Linked DNA regions of Sus scrofa: region 2 is linked to region 1. The links are chromatin contacts, called in public HiChIP or PLAC-seq maps. All regions are on one chromosome and are shown on one strand. Each heading gives the region's core, a stretch centred on a gene start, on an enhancer-like site or on the middle of the called end of the contact. The rest is flanking DNA. Distances are from core to core; before and after follow the strand shown. Region 1 overlaps LAMC1 (laminin subunit gamma 1). Region 2 overlaps NMNAT2 (nicotinamide/nicotinic acid mononucleotide adenylyltransferase 2).

Region 1 (5,889 bases), core at 1,544-4,043:
CACTTTCCCTTCTGAGTTGCATCAGGACGTGGCCTCCTGCAGTGTTGTACGGCGGCTCAAACACCACGTGGGAGCCCTTGTGTGCCAGGGCTGGGCAAGTGGCCTCCCGTTCTCACTGATACCAGCAGAACCTCCTCAGTCTCAGCACTCTTGTCTCTATGAAGGAAAAGTTTGGCTACTGACAGTAGCATTGCGATGGCCAGTATTTCCGGTCTATAGGTAAGGAAATCGCATCTCCAGCTCCCGCCCCTCTTCCTCCTGAGCAAGAGGAAGTCCGCATCCTGTGCCAAAGGTATTGGTGGTTTAGAATGTTGAGAGCCATCCTCGGTTGCCTTAGCTCCCTTTGGGTATAGGACACTGAGCCATCCGTGAGTGAGGGTGCAATGGTTTACAGCAGTCTCCAGGAACACACGAGACTGCGGAAGGAGGCTGAACATTTTCTCAGATGTTACTAATTGACTAGGAAGATAAACTTTTTTTTTTCCAGATTTTTGGGCAGCTGATAATTTCATTCTGGATGGGCAGCTTGCACTCACCAATAGACGACTTCTGTTCCTGTAAATGGAATGTATACTGAAGAAGTAGGGATATATGTGATAACCACTAAAGGTCTCTTTCAAAATCAAACTAATTCCTAGAGCCTTTTTAGTATATGTCTTGGAACTAGTCTTGTGATCTGGCAGAGGCCGTTTGGTCCTTACGATCTGGACAAACAAAAGACAAGCCCCCTTGTCCTGGTCTGTTCTAGCAAAGGGATAGAACTTAGATGCAACTCGCACGGTCAGGATCTCACGGACCCGCTTTGCTTCCACTGGGGAGAGAGATGAAACAGTGGACCCTTAGCCTTCGTGTTCTCCTGATGTTTCCACCTTGTAGAACCCCTCAGAGCACATTGTTTGCCAAATCCTGGTGGCAAATACTTGCACTCAGTATTCACACAGCTGCCCACACCATGTAGTTCCTGCACTTTGTGATTTAAACCCACTCTAAACCTTCCCTCTATGTGCAGAGGGAAGACCCAAGACCCTCTGTGGCGTTTCCTAGTGGGCTTCTCAACTTTTGATCCTCAGCTCTGTGGTTTTCTTCTGAGATCACAGCGTGACGATTCCCTGCCACAAACCCCTTCCTCCTCCCAACCCGCCTCTGAGATTCATATATAGCCTTTAACACTATGCAACTTTGTACTTTGCGTAGCGGGGGAAAGAAACTATTATCTGACACACTGGTGCTATTAATTATTTCAAATTTATATTTTTGTGTGAATGTTTTTTTTTTGTTTGTTTATCATGATTATAGAGTAAGAAGTTTATGTAAATATACTTGGCCCTATTTCTAGAACGGCACTGCCTGCTCACTTCACTTCATTTCCCCTCTCCACCGGCACAGCGTGTCGCATACCTCCTTCCCTCCCATCTGCGCGTCTTTGGATTGAATTTGTTCCCCGTTGCTTGGCTCTTCGCCTTGTGTTTGCAGCATGTCCGTTCTCTTAACATTCACGTCCACCTGCTTTCCTCTACACACAGCCACGAGAAAGAGGTACCTCGAGCCCTCTTCCCCTGCAGACCTGACGGTCCTCAACCGTAGCATCATGTCCTCCGTGTCTGCTCCACAGCAGGGATGCTGGCTTGACAGGGAGGGATGGAGTTAGGAAAGGGCATCTTCGCCATGGCTGTGCGTCTCAACAGGAGTGAGCTAGAAATGCTCTTTCTGGCAGTTGGGTGCGCTGGATGGGTCATTTTTGCAAGAGGGTGCATAATTACTGAGCGCGCAGGCATCAGAGATGGTGCTGCAGACAGGAGGAGCGGGAGAGGTGTCGAAGCCGCTTCTCCCCGTTCTGTCTCCTTGCATCCCACCGTTGACTACCGAGGTCGGGATCCTCCTAAGCATCCTGTTGCAGAGGGCCTGGCTCTTCCTGACCACGTTGTTCCCGTCGGTGTTTCCTAGCCAGTTCCTCTGGTTCAGCAGCCGTGTACTAACAGACGTCTTGGTCAAGGTTGCAGGAAAAGGACCAAAGATAGACTGCGAAGGTCGTTTTCCATCTAGCCTGCGGGTCAAGTTCCCTCCAGTCGGTCTTAGCCACGGTGAAATTCAGGCGATTTGTTGTTGTCGTCGTTGTCATTTCTTTTCTCCTTTTCCATCTGTGTGGTATATTTTTAAACAGAAGTGTATTTTTAAAATAAAAGTCCTTTATAAGATGATACCTTCATTACACTCCTGCAATATAGCCATTATATTACTGTATAGTCCCAGTTTATCTGTACTTTATGTAATAAAACAGACAAGGTGGCTGCTGCAGAATGCTGGGTGGCATAGGGGACAAAGACAGCTGTACCCTGGAACTTTGCCTTTGAATTCCAACTGTGGCCCTTTTCCATGTGCCTTCACTTTAGCTGTTCGCCTTAATCTCTACAGTCTTGCTCTCCGGGGTGGTAAATAAAATGCAACACTTGGCATTTTTTATGTTAAAAAAACAGTATTTTATTTATAATAAAATCTGAATATTTGTAACCCTTTACACTTGGTGTGGCCTGAGTGTGATACAGGGCGTTTATGATGCTTTAAACAGTATGACTAAGGGAAAACGCCTCAGCATGTGTTCTTTGGCTTATCTATTTTCCTGGGAACAATCCAGTGTGTGTGCCTGTGAGGACAGGTATTTATTTATGTACATATAAAATGTTTTTAACCTCTCTCAGATTAGGATACTTCGATGTAGTCCAGAGGTTACCACACTCTTTCTGATAAGAGCATGATCGTAAATGTTACCGGCTTTCCAGACCATTCCATCTATAACACCTGCTCTGCTGTTGTAGCAGGAAAGCAGCCGAGGACAATCTGTAAACGGCCGAACGTGGCTGTGGTCCAGGACAACTATTTACAGAGACAGGCCCGGGCCTGCGGGCTGGGGTTTACCAGACCTCCTGGTGTAGTCTCAATACTTGATTAATGACTACTGAGGACTGTTTTCAAATTACTCGGGCTTCCTAAATTAGCAGCTGTGTATGAAGAGTTGTCTTCCCACCTTTTAAATACCCGTCTTTAGCTAAACTACAGGTACGTTCTTCGGATACTGAGAAAACACACTCAGACGTAATGGAAAAAGAAAAGTAACGTGCTTGGACCAGCAGGCCTTCAGGAGGGCTGGCCCACTTGACTAACCTAGGCCGGGTGAAGACGTTTGGAGGAGGAGTTTCCGTTGCGGCTCAGCAGGTTAAGAACCTGACTGGTGTCTGTAAGGATGCAGGCTTGATCCCTGGCCTCGCTCAGTGGGTTAAGGATGCAGCGTGCCGCAGGCTGCAGAGTAGGTCGCAGATGCAGCTTGGATCTGGTGTTGCCGTGGCTGTAGCAGAGGCCTTGGTCGCAGCTCCAATTTGACCCCTAGCCTGGGAACTTCCATTTGCTGTGGGTGTGGCTGTAAAGAGAAAAAAATGGAAAAAAAAAATTGGAGAAACTAGGAGCCAGCAGGAAGGCTTTGCTCTACTCTTGGCTCTGTTTGTAGCCGAGTCCCTGCGGATGTCATGCCGCCTTCCCCATCATGTAAATAGGTATGACCATGACACCTGCCACGAATAATCTGTGCTCTCCTCAGTAGACTTCCTTGGAGAGAGCTTTAGAGGGCACCAGTTACCAGCTTTCTTACACACCCTGTTCCTCACCCCCTTGGAGGCTGTGATTCAGCTGCAAATACATGTCTGTAGTTACTGTGTCAGAGGGTTGAGTAGGGTTTTAAAACCTTGTCCCCTATTCCTTTTGTTATTTCAGAGTCAGAGGTTTCTCCAGAGTTGGGTTAGCATAACCTGATTCAAAATATCCCCAAAAGTCTACCCCTTCCGTAAGCATTCCAGCCCCTCTCAGTAGATCTGAATTCAGCGGCACCACTTCCATTAAGCTCAAAATGGAATGTCTGGAGAAGACAGGACTGGCATCCAGGAGCATCTTGAAGTAGGAAAGCGGGTGGCACCTTCCATGTAAGCTGAGAAAGGACGCACCAAGGAAAGATCAAATCTCTCCAGGCCAGTAGCTTCTGGGAACAAATGAGACAGCTGTGAATGACAGGTAATTTTGCCTGTTTACACTGAGCAGGTTTAATTGAAGTGGACATTGATAGCTGGAGTGAAAAAGAAGAACTTTCTACAAGCAATGTATCTCTCAGAAGCTCCTCTGGTTCAGGGTCATCAAGCAGATGTCTTCTATTTGTGCAGAGCCTCCTAGGATGATTACACCTGCTCTCCATAGATAAGTGGAATTCTCAATAAAAATCAAATGCCTAAGGGAAATGTTTAGCCAAAGTCCAAAAAAAAGCTCAAATAAGAGAAACCTCAACATTTCAAGAGTTGTTAGAAGGCCTCCATGTCTTCACTTGAACTCTTCTCTGCTCAGAATGTGCTTGCTTTCTCCTCCCCAGTACAGGAAAACCTGAGGTCAAGGTGTTACCTCCTCTGTTGACCCTGGCCAGTCCCTTCTTGTGCTCATACCCCTCAGCCTGGCACTGGCCTCTGACATGACCCTTGGGCACAAGTTTAGTGCTTGGGTGTGTCTCACCCACCTTGGCTCTCCCCCCATCCTCCTCCCTCCTCCCTGCCAAGGTCAGGTTCCTGGTTATTCACGTTTTCACGTTCACATCCTCAGGGCTAGGAGGCAGAGGGGAGTCACTTAGTTGTCTTTTTTTTTTTTTTTTTTTTTTTTGGCCGCACCCACAGTAATCAGATCAACCCATCTTATCCTCTTCTCCCATTCCTGCTGCTTTTTCCCTGCTGTGAGCAAAGCGGGCGTTTTGTGTATACGTGTTACTTTCTTCCTGTCGATTTAATAATTTCTCTCTCCTTCTCCTTCCAAATACACTCTCCTCCCTCAAAACTCCTACCTAAGGATGGATTTGCCGGAAAAGAACCAAAACCACTGTCTTTCACTAAATGGCCCAGCACAGACCACACACAGCTATGCAGTGAGCAACCAGCTGGTGTGATCTGATCTGCGAGGCCCGGTCCTCTGCACTCCCAGTTCCCACACTGCCCATTCCTCATGCTGTGTATGTCTGTGAGTTTGATCCACAGCCCCCTCCGTAGGTATCTCTGGCTTCTGGCCTAAGTTGTAACATCAATTCCCTTTCTTTTTTCTAACCGCCTGGGAATGGTCCCAGTAAATGTCAGCAGATTGGTTGTTTGCGCCCTACCTTAGAAAGCCTTATAGTATAGCCCACGGAGGTATTGCTTGTGATTAGTTCAGTATAGTTTGTATTTATTTCTATAAAAAGCTGAGCATCAGGCCTTTGATCAAATCAGAATGTACCCTCTGTTACAGCATCGTTCCTATGAGTTTGTTCAAGTTAGTGTAAGTACTTCTCTGTGAAAGGTGCCCGGTCAGACCTGTGAGGGCCACCCTTCCATTCTCCCATAATCCTTTTTCACCATGGCTAGTAACAGAAAATTCTATTTGAGCTTCAGGCTGATGCTTTTGGGGCCCATCCCATGGCGCCTGTCCTAATACCAAGATCCTTTGTCATTTCAGTAACTAAACGCGATCATCAAATTTGAGGCCGTGGCAACCAGTGTTAAGAATTAATAGTGCAATCTCATTCTGAATAGTTAGCGCCTGGTTTCTAGGATGTGTGTGAGCTGCATTTTCCTGGTTCTTCCCTGTTGGTTGAGTTTTCCTTGCTCTTGGCCGCTCATTGATCCAGCCATTTCTTCCATGGACCTTTGCTCCTCCTGAGCATGGCTTCCACGTTGAGATTTGTGCAGAGTAAGCACAAGTCCAGCCAGGAGCTGAAACGTCTGGGGAAGATGTGCTGTCCCAGCATGGATTACACGTTCCTGGGCTGCTGAGCCAGCGTCCAAGATAAAGGCTCAGGAGAAACAGCTGTGATTTGGGTGATTACACGTTTAGCGT
Region 2 (5,414 bases), core at 460-2,959, 120 kb after region 1:
TTCCCATGCAGATGGTCTTTAGAATAATCAGACATCCTACTTTGGCTGAGGGGGATCTGGTTTTCAGTGATCTCTCTGGGCTCTAATCCAGAAATTTTTTCTCAGGCCCCACATAGAGCTGTATGCAAACTATGCAATTCTGGCTCTTCCTTATGAATTACCCTATTTATGACAGACTGATCACAAAACAGCTCATGGTCTCTAGGATTGAAAAGTAATACTAGGATCTGTCTCTTGCAAATTGGCCTAGAAGAAAATCCTAGAACATGGACCTTGGAATCAGACAGTTCTAAACATGAACTCTGGCTCTTCTACTCCTGAGCTGTGTGACCTTAAGCAAATCACTTACCTTCTCTGAAGCTGTTTTCCCTTTGTAAACAAGACTAGAGTATCTACATCACAGAAGTACTGCATTAAATGAAAACCCCTGTAAAGCACTGAGCACCGTGCAAGCATATAGTACTAGCTGTTGGCTAAGTGTTGGGGCGGTGCTGCTCTTTGTCACCAAAGGGATGGCTGAGGTGTGGGGCTCTGGCTACAGAGTGCCTGGGTTTGACTCCTGGCCCCGCTACATCCCTGCTCTGTGACCCTGGGCAAGATCCTCAACCCCTTGGAAAAGGCAGAGAAAACTCCCCCTTTGCAGCTTCGATCCCCGGTTAAGGCAACCACATTTACGTAAAATGCGCACCATCACCCCGTCTCTCTCTCTGTCTCTGTCCCTGTCTCTTTCACTGCGGCTCTTTCTCTCTGATGCTCTATATTAAGAGTTCCCAAAGTACAGTCCCTGGACCAGAGCATCAGCGTCACCTTTTTAAAAGCGCAAATTCTTTTCCTCCTAGCCCCACTGAATCAAATTCTGGGGTGGCATTTAGCGATCTGGATTTGAACAAGCCATCCAGGCAATTCTGAAGCTTGAGGACCACTGTTCTATAGCAACGTTTCCTTACCTGCCGTGGGCTTGGTGGGCACATTGCTGTTCTGGTAAATGGGCTGGGAGGTCTCATTCTGGGGCTGTCCGATGACAGGTGTCATGGAGGGTGTGTTAACATTGGAGAGGATGCAGCCAGTCACCCGCTAGGGGAAGAAGGGCAGAGTCGGTGACATTAGCCAAGTGACTTACGCAAGCGTTTCCCAGTTATTGCCAAATGCTCATCTGCTTGTCCACCATCGTGAGGTGTCCTGGAGCTGCGAAAGAGGACTGGGGTGGGTTCTAGACCCAGCTGTCCCATGACCACACGAGGCTGGCAGGAGGCAAGAGAGCTCAATGGGAAAAAGCACGGGATGTGTTGATGCACAGACTTGGGTTCGAGTTTGAGCTCTGCCCCCCTCTGGCTGTGTGACCTTGGATAGCTACTTAACTGCCCCTGAATCTCCATTCAGGAACCTGACACACAGAGGGAACAGAGCTGCCTTTCTGGGTTGCGGCAAGATTACCCAAGCGAACACACACCGAGTGCCTCTAGTGCATCCGGCATGTAGCAGGAACTTTGTACACGTTGTGACCTCCTGCGGATCATGCATACCTGCCCCTCCACCCCCCCTTGCTTCATGGGGCTCAAATGAGGTCATGTCTGCAAAAGGGCTGTACAAGCTTGGGAAAGGTCATACAAACACCAGGCGCTATCACCACCTGCCACCTCTCCAGGCCAGAGATGCCAATGGCAGGGCCAGGCCGGGAGTGGTGCCAGGCAGAGCAGGATGTGTTTGTGCTGCAGGAAGGGGGGGCGGGGTTCTGGGCACTCTTGCGCCTGCTCACAGTGTGAATGCACATTCCAGAGCCAAACGGAAATTCTATGTGTATTATCCATTGTCCCGTGTTATCTGGCCCGCTGCTTCTCTCTAGGGCCACAGAAAACACAGAACTGATAACGCAGCATTCTTCACAGCTGACCCAGAAGCAACCCCCGCCCCTTTGCCTGAGTGGGTGGGAGAGAGAAACAAAGGATGAATTTTCAATCTGTTTAGCTTCCCAGAGCCCTTGCTTATTCAAGGTCCCTTCCCTGAAAGCCAACCATCACCCTTTCCGCATTACTGAGTCTGGCTGCCAGAGGGTCCCCAAGTCCCAGGGCTGAGGTCACCCTCCAAGACATCTTCCACCCGCAATCCCGCAGCCAGAGCAGCGTGTGAGTCCTCCCAAGCCCTGGAAGGGCAGGCATTCCCTCTTGTGGGGTGACCTGTCACTGCTGCAGTATTCCTGACAGGAGATGGTCACGACAGCATCCGGCCACATCTGGGGGCCAGCTGAGGTCGGGGACCACGGGGGTCTTCTCAGCCGGCTTTGTGGGAGTCTCCGCCCAGCTGCAGCCAGTGGAGTGGAGGGGACAGTCTGCCCTTTTTTATTATGATTTCACCTCCAGGAAAGAAAATGCCACATGCCCATCAAATAACTGGTGTGGTAACTGAGGACTTTCTTCCTCCTGCAGCGTGTGCATCATTCGTCCCATTGGACCTGTTTGGTGCTGGAGGAGAACAGTGCTAGCCACCTGCTCCACTCTGCCCCCACGTGCTCCCATGTTCTCAAAAGCCTGTATCACCTATCCATCCCGCGTCTCTCTCCTCCCCCCCCAAGAGGTTTGCTTTCCACGCAGGAACACAGGCCTGACGCTGGGACTGGGGAGACAGGCAGCTCCAAGCTCCCACTCCAAAGTGCATCATGACTGACATTAGCTGCGGGTCTATGACCATGACCGCAACAGCTGCGGCCCCAGCCAAGCATCACTGGCCCAGACTCCTGCCTCTGGGCATGAGTAACAGAGGGAGGGTTCGAGAAGCCCAGACATCTAGACAGCAGAAACAGCAGCCAGGCTTCCTGGCTGGTATAGCCAGGGCTCAGGCCTGCCTGCGGGGCCCCTGGTTCCTCCCTTCCATCGTGCAGCCTGCAGCTCCTGGGTGAGCAGAAGGAGCGCTGGTCCCCAGCCGCGTCCCCAGCTGACATGTAGTGTGAGAAATTCACTCATGTGAAGCCACTGAGATGTGAAGGATGTTGGCCTATCTTAGCCTGTCCTGACCGATACATCCTTATACAGCAAGAGGAGAGGTCTTTGATCACTGCTGCTGTTCAGACCAGCCCAGAGGAGCAGGTCAGCGCCACTCTATGTCAGAGTCCTTTCCAGGGGGCCCAGGACAGACTCAGGATGTGTGTGAAGGGTTCTGAAAGCAGAAAGAAGGGGGATGGGATTTCTTCAATTCCACGGGGAAGGAACTTAACAGGTGAAGCCGCAGCCAGCCAGTCCTTTCTACTGCCCTTGCTCTTGACTTCCTGGGTGGCCTGGAGCCCCCAAGATCCAGCACTGTTGAAATAAAGCACTGTGCACAGCTGGTGGAGTGTGGGGGCTCTGGGGCTGCTGAGAGCCCTCCAAGGAGAAGATTCTGACAGGCCCTCTGACGGCAAACGCAGGTGGGAGGGAGGCGCTCCCTGTGTCCCGAAGATGCCATTTTGATCTCTGCCGGGGGCTGGGGAGGGCTCAGCATCAGGCTCAGCGGAGGGAGGAGGAGGGACTGCAGCCTGTCTCGGTGGGCGGGCTTTTCATCCTGTCTGGGTGGGAGTCGATGGGTTGGTATTGATCTGCGAAGGCTGCTTTCTGCACATGCGGCCGGTGCTGCTGGCTGGTGTGGAACCTGTGCTTACCAGCAACCAGCTCCTCTGTCACTGCCTCCTGCCGCCAGCCCGGGCACCCCTTGTGTGGACTAGGCAGTCACTGTGTCCTCAGAGACCCCAATTCACCTCTCGGTGCTTCCTCTTACCCACAGATAAAACGAGGCTGAGAACACCATCTGCCCGCAGACTCTTTTTTTTTTTTTTTTTTTTTGTCTTATTAGAGCCACACCCGCAGCATATGGAGATTCCCAGGCTAGGGGTCGAATCAGAGCAATCCATCCTCCTCACCTCTGCTGAGCCTGATGCTGAGCCCTCCCCAGCCACAGACAAAGATCAACATAGCTGCCGGCCCACACCACAGCCACAGCAACGCCGGATCTGAGCCGCATCTGCGACCTACACCACAGCTCATGGCAACGCTGGATCCTTCACCCACTGAGTGAGGCCAGGGACTGAACCCACAACCTCATGGTTCCAAGTCGGATTTGTTAACCACTGAGCCATGACGGGAACTCCCCTCGGGCTCTCGTGAGGAGGAATGTTCTCATGACGGCGATGCCCGTGGGTCAGGAGCACTCCAGTCCCAGCGTGCTAAGCTGCAGTGAGAGGACCGCTGGGTGCCCAAGATGTGCGGCAGGAGGACCTGGATGCTGGTTCCTCTGCCCAGCGCCCCCTCTCCTCCTGACTTTCTTTGTCTGGTCCTCCTTCTCTCCTCCCTTTCCAAAGTTTTCCAGCTGTGATCTTAAGCCCACCTCAAACTCACTGCCAGAAGATGAAAACTGTCCCCAGGTCACATCCAGGCAGGGAGCAGCCTCTGGTGCTGCTCTGGGTTCCTAAGTCACTGCCCTCCTGGGTGCTGCTCAGAGCCTGGCCTCCGCCACTAATGGCCAAGAAGCAGGAGACACCCTTTGCCTGGCCTGCCCGGCTTCTGTGGGCTGTTGGGCCCAGCTCACCTTCATGAGGTCCCGATGGTGTTCGAGAACGCTGCAGGTCGTCTGCCAGGTGTCCTGGTAGCACTCCCACGGGTCCACCCTGACAATCAGAAAGATGTTTCCCTTGGTTTCCATTCTCACACTCTATCCTTACGGACACAGCACTCAACAAGCTTAGCAGACCTGGTCATACCGTGGACTTAGATCTCGAATCGGATACAACATGGGCTCAGATCACCTTCCTGCCCCTCGGTTTCCCCTCTGCAAAATGAGAGGAGTATGACAGAGGGTCACGTGAACAGATGCTGGTACCAGACCGGCCAGGGTTAATCCCAGCACCTGATCTTCCCAACTGTGGGGTTTTTGGGGAAGGTTAGCTGACCTTTGGTGCTCACATTCCCATCTGTAGAACAGAACTGAGAATAATAGCTCTCTTGTGGGGTTATGAGAAGGGGTCAATGTGTTTTATATCCAAGGGGACTAGTATAGCATCTTGCTCTGATTCTTACCTGCAAAACGGGAACTCTCTGGATCTTACGGGATTGTGATAAGAATTCAATGAGCCAGGCCCTCATCCAGTGGTGACTGCAGTTACCTGCCCTGGGGAATCTGCATGTGTCCACCTCCCTGTGCAGTGGGGCGCTCTGTGGGCATGGAGGTGATCATGACAGCCAGATCCCAAGGCACGGCCCGGAAGACTGGCCCACACCTGCTGCACTTCCAGGATGGAAAGTGAGCAGGGATCCAGCGCCAGACTGATAGAGCACTCGGGCTTAACTGCCAACTTAATGAGCTGCTAAACTGGGATGTTTCTCAAACATGTTCTTAGCAGCTGAACGCTCCCTGCCCACCTCCCATCACGCAGCACACCGAAAGTTCCCAGA

What was found. HiChIP or PLAC-seq counts read pairs in DNA pulled down with a chosen protein or histone mark.
Region 2: an H3K27ac HiChIP or PLAC-seq map of skeletal muscle shows a contact between it and region 1. The contact joins two enhancer-like sites. A contact is called at or near these places in 4 of 47 Hi-C or Micro-C datasets (embryonic fibroblasts, fetal heart ventricle and skeletal muscle) and 1 of 2 datasets of contacts at active chromatin or transcription factors (skeletal muscle).

What each region holds. Positions count from the first base shown.
Region 1 is chr9:124,403,453-124,409,341 of Sscrofa11.1, forward strand. LAMC1 (laminin subunit gamma 1) reads left to right here. Exons shown (of 29, transcript NM_001271715.1): 29 at 1-2,515. Among named protein-coding and RNA genes, the nearest start is that of LAMC2, 21 kb to the right of the region's middle. Within about 2 kb of position 2,794, at least 10 of the 83 cell types and tissues checked have an H3K27ac peak or open chromatin away from gene starts, as enhancers often do. A contact at or near this core is called in skeletal muscle, where this site is marked.
Region 2 is chr9:124,524,647-124,530,060 of Sscrofa11.1, forward strand. It overlaps NMNAT2 (nicotinamide/nicotinic acid mononucleotide adenylyltransferase 2), which reads right to left. Exons shown (of 14, transcript XM_021063806.1): 7 at 4,552-4,630; 8 at 948-1,074. Among named protein-coding and RNA genes, the nearest start is that of LAMC2, 100 kb to the left of the region's middle. Within about 2 kb of position 1,710, at least 38 of the 83 cell types and tissues checked have an H3K27ac peak or open chromatin away from gene starts, as enhancers often do. A contact at or near this core is called in skeletal muscle, where this site is marked.